Regions from separate parts of the Gossypium raimondii genome. Here region 2 is linked to region 1. The links are chromatin contacts, called in public Hi-C maps. All regions are on one chromosome and are shown on one strand. The core of a region is the stretch at or near the end of the contact, and the rest is flanking DNA. Distances in the headings are between cores, read along the strand shown.

Region 1 (2,619 bases), core at 77-2,576:
TAATATTAGTTAAACCTTAGGTAGTCAATAAGCCAATATTTTCTTATACATTTTGCTTTACTTACAAAAACCATTAAAGACAATACATAATAGAGATAATGAATAACATTTGTTTATTTCCATGAATAATCAATTCGATCATTTCGGAAATTTATCAAATATGATGAAATTATTGCATCAATGACATAAAAAATATTAACATTGATTGTTATCATCATTGATTGTTTTGTTAACTTTAAATAATTATTTGTAGTTTTGGTGGACATTGTACTAGGTCAAAGACATTCAGGCTATTTGCACTTGAGAGTCGTAGTTGAGGTGGTGCACTCATTGGAGAGAACCTACAAAGTCATTATATGATTCCACATCATCAAATAACAACATAGTGATTGGGTGTTATGCCAATTTTACATGTGGCAACTTATCATGAATGAGCAGAATGACATAAAGAATGTCTAAGATAGTGACTTGAAGTGTCAGTCGAATTGGAATTGGGTTCATGAACGTCCACAGTGGATTGGGCACTGGCATTGGTGTCACAAATTTGTCATCACTAAATAGTTGATCCAAGATTGTCAATTTGACACGGATTCGTGGTATATGCTTTAGTTTAGAACCAACAAATTGTTGTTTTTTATCTTGACGGTGAGTATCCATTTATCTCGAGGGAACCCTCATTGAGTAGCCACCACCGAAATTAAAATTAGCGAGCTTGCACGCAAGCATGTGCAATCTTTATTGACGAGCTAGTCCCTAACCTAGTGTTGGTAGGAATTGTCTTAGTCGACAACGACCTCATCAAGCTAATTGGTATCGTTGATGAGCTTATCAACCCCCCATTCATAGCCCAATGCCTCTTTAAGTCATCCTTTATCTGAATCCAAATGTTGCGTATTGCTTAGCCCAACAATAACCTTCATTCTAGTTGAATGAGGAGTTCCTTTTCGAAAAATGGTTTACGCATTTCAAAAGTATAATTTAATTTAAAGAAAATGAATTTATTTATTTATTTATTAGAAAGCTAATTTCAATGAAACAAACACACAGAAAATATTGAAAAAAAATTATGATAATTCTTTTTAAAACAAATATACCCTTAATGTAAAAATATTTTTATATTTTATTATTTTAGAATAATAAACTACATTATTTGAACTATCTCGAGCCCTATATTTCAAAACACCTCTACCAACTAAAGGAAACGAAAACCCATCTTCCCCCAACAAAATGATATTACTTTGTGGGCTATTGGCCTATTTCCCCCAACAAATTAAACCCAAACCCAAATTTTTAAATAAATAAATAAAGACAAGACAAGGGGAAAAAACAAAAAAACAAAAAAACCGAAAGACGGTAAAACATAGGAGAGTTATTTTCGCTCGCTTGTCCCCGTTAGTCTTGCGGGCGGCCATCCCAAAAAATCCATGGCAACGCGATCCCTTTGGCGTACGCGCGCCAAGCTAGCGGTTGCCGCCACTGCCCTTTGTACGGGAGGTGCAGCCGCTACTGTCGCCACCTCTGACGACCCCGCCGCAGCTCTCAAGCTCTGCACCGCCGTCCCTCTCCGCCTTCTCCGTGACTCCGCAACTGCTGCCTCTATCGTCTTCGGTACCTCCAAATCTTGAAAATTGTAACATTTTATTTTCTATCTTCATTTTGTTAAGATAGTTAACTAAAAGCTTAAAGTTCCAATCTTGAATGAAAAATATAACTTACATTGAAAAAAAAAGAAATCAGTTGAATTTGTTAGATTTAAAGGGATGATGATCATTTTGTTTTCTTTATAATGCCATAGATAGAAATTTAGCAAATAATTGAGAATTTGGGTACTGGTATATTTTTATATATTTCAAATTTTGGTGACGCGTTTGAATTATGCTATTAGATTACCAGTATTCATTATGGGGACTGCCAGAAGGAAGTAATGAGAGAGCTAAGATTAAACATGAAGTTCATTTAAGATCGGCACGAAAGCTTCAAGAACTTTGTTTTAGAAATGGAGGAATTTATATCAAGCTTGGCCAACATATTGGGCAATTGGTATGTTTTTAGTAATGCCGACTCTGTGTCTTCGATATGAAGTTTGCTGATCTGGTTTTTGGATTCATTAGATACCATTCGGTCATGGGTTTGATTCGAAAAGATTTTGCTCTTTTATTTGTGTAGGAGTACCTAGTTCCTCAGGAGTATGTTCTTACAATGAGGGAGTCGATGTTGAATAAGTGTCCGGTTTCTTCGTATGATCAAGTATGTGAAGTCTTCAAGAAGGAACTTGGAGAGACACCTGATAAAGTATGTATTGTTTTGAAAACATAATTTTAAGAAGCAGAATTGAATTGTTTTTAATGATTGTTTAGGTTGGATAACTGCTTTTCCAATATAGTAAATGCTATCGATGTTTCTTTACACATGTAGAGGGTATACTTGTCCATTTAAACTAGCTTTCCATATGCAGGTTTTCGATGAATTTGATCCAAAACCGATAGCAAGTGCTTCTCTTGCGCAAGTCCATATTGCTCGTACGCATGATGGTCAAAAAGTTGCTGTGAAGGTTTCACTCTTTGTTACTTTTACCTCAGGAATTTTTATTTATTTGACTTCTACAAATTTAGGCCTCTG
Region 2 (2,619 bases), core at 71-2,570, 150 kb before region 1:
ATCTAATACTCACACCCGAGTCCGAGGCAGCATAACTAAAAGCTAATATTAAATGCAATAAATGGCAAGAGATACAGCATATTCCATTTGCTTTAAACCTAGTCAATGTACAAAAACAAGCATGTTCACTAGTTTTTCATCTATATCAACAAATGATTGAAAGTAATAATAGAGATATATGCTCATACCCAAATCCGAGTAACATAAGTAAAAGCTACTAAATGCAATAAATGGCAATAGATGCATCATATCCCATGGTCAATGTACAAAACAAGCATTGTAAACTATTTTTTCATCCATACCAACCAAAAGTGATTAATAAAACGCAACCTTTAGTGTCCCTTTGCAATGACTGCACTTGAAGCAAGATTTATGGTAAGGAACTCCATCTGCAGACAAAAGTTCAACTGGATAAACAGTCTTCTCACAAGCCTTGCATTTCTGTTGGGTACCAATAAATGACATGGCTCGAATGTGCTTTGGTCAAAACAAATCGTACTGTTCTTTATCTAGTTCCACGGATCAACTTTAATTCGATTTCTTCTCTTATATTTGCCTATATTAACTGCTCAAAGATGTTAAGAAACAAACAACCAAAAACACAATTCAGAATCAGATTATGTCAAATTTACAACTTCAAATCAGTTTATTCTTCAGTAATTTTGGTCTAAAGGTAACATAAATTGCAATCGATAAAGCCATTATTGCCTAGCTAACGCTTCATATTTCTTAGCAATGTCTCAAAATCACGTCCAATACATATTCGGATATGGGTATTCGGATACACATGCACCCGAATCTACGAGGCTAAACCTTTACATTAGTTTTTGCAGAGAACGCAATATATATATATATATATATAACCTCAGACACTTGATAAACTTGAGTTCATTCTCATTTTATTTTCCTAGCATCCTCAAAACCCCCGATCTGGGACTTAAAAATTAACAAGAAAAGAAATGAACCAAGCAAAATCCAGTGAGTCGATCTAATTTGAGAAAGAAATGATGAAAAGATAGTAACATAAAGCAAACAGAAATGGGTTAAAATTGAAAGTTGAAAGGGAAATTAAAAAGAATGTACCTTTGATAGAAGAAGAAGAAGAAGAAGAAGAAGGCCTGGATTTATGAAAGAAAGAAGAAATAAACGTAAAATGAGAGTATAAAAAGGAGTGAAAAGGGCTTATGGGGTTTGAAAGACCAAAAATGAAGGGAGTGTAAAAGAGGAAGTGGGAGATTGTGTACTTTTTGCAGCGAACAGATGCTGTAGACGTGTATTATATGATGATGGTGGAGGAGGAAGAGAGAGAATGTCGAAAGAGAGTGAATTTTATTCCATTTTTTGATACGATAACCTTATTTATTATTTTATTTATGTATTTATTATTATAATATTGAATTGAAGGCATAAGCATCAATTCATTGTATAATGATTAAAATCTTATTGTTTTATAAATTATTAGGTCCAAAATTAATAAAGCAGTGCCACCAGAAGTACAATTGCTTCAAACACTAGTGAAGAATAAAATAATCAATACATTCGTGGGGTTTTGCCCAGAGAGATAATTTACTATTTCAACATCACGTACAACAAGTGATCATAAACACTAACACTTACCAGATTAGCACTTTCGAACCTAAATTCTAGATCACTATCACTTGAAAACTTAGGATAAAAACCATATGACTCATTTGATTACTTACAAAATGCATTCTAAAAAACAAGTTCTAAATAATACAATAAGTGCTAAAATTATTCACACCTTTTTACCTCTACAAGAGAGTTGCTTGTTTAAAATAAAAGATAATTCTTCGAGATATGTTACCAATATATCTGATCTAATCCAATCTCTTAAGGAAGTCAATTTGCTTGATCCAATCCAAACCAATTTTCATGATAAGTTCATATAACAAGTTTGGGTATCATACAAGAGTTTGCACACATCTAAAATATCAACAAATATTATAGCCCAAAGATTTTGTCACCAAAAATTACCATTTCCATATATAACGAGTTATGAGGCTGAACAATATTAAAATCAGTGGGTATTGCTCGTAACACTCCTCAAAATTGCGTCAACATCATAATAGAAGAAACATATATAAAAAAAAAAAAATGCTCCCCTGAATAGCTCACTATCAATCAATCAAACTTAACAATAAAATAAATAAATGCATAAACAATCTAGATACAGCCTTCTTCATCTTACTTTTCCTTTTTGTTCAAAATATGTCAACACACACGACGTAAATAAGATGTTTGGGTAAGGGTGCAATGGGTGTTAACTCATTAATAATTTTGCAACTCGTGGAACAATAAATATTTTTACCACGAAATCTGGAGGGAGTAGAAATATCTTTATTTTAATCTTTAAAAGTTGTTGATAGTACATTTTTATCAATAAATAAAATTTCGGAAATAACATTTTATAGTTATTTATAAATTGTATCGTTCCGATTAAAACATTTGTTTATTAATAAACCCCAAAATGGAAACAAACGCGCCAGATAGGGGTCGAACCTATGACCTTCTGCTTAGGAAACAGACGCTCTATCCACTGAGCTACAAGCGCGTCCTGATACAAGGTTCTATTTATATAATAATTCTACTATAAAAGTT

What was found. A called contact is a pair of places that touch in the nucleus more often than the background predicts.
Region 2: a contact with region 1 is called in a Hi-C map of leaf, with 4 times the contacts expected there. The contact joins the promoter of LOC105772745 here to the promoter of LOC105774203 in region 1. A contact is called at or near these places in 2 of 2 Hi-C or Micro-C datasets (both in leaf).

The regions. Positions count from the first base shown.
Region 1 is chr6:54,193,399-54,196,017 of ASM2569854v1, reverse strand. It overlaps LOC105774203 (putative ABC1 protein At2g40090), which reads left to right and starts at 1,326. Exons shown (of 12, transcript XM_012596602.2): 1 at 1,326-1,608; 2 at 1,886-2,040; 3 at 2,167-2,292; 4 at 2,456-2,551. The coding sequence starts at 1,425.
Region 2 is chr6:54,339,678-54,342,296 of ASM2569854v1, reverse strand. It overlaps LOC105772745 (LIM domain-containing protein WLIM2b), which reads right to left and starts at 1,320. Exons shown (of 6, transcript XM_012594169.2): 1 at 1,084-1,320; 2 at 331-565. The coding sequence starts at 465. It overlaps TRNAR-CCU (transfer RNA arginine (anticodon CCU)), which reads right to left and starts at 2,572; the gene lies at 2,500-2,572.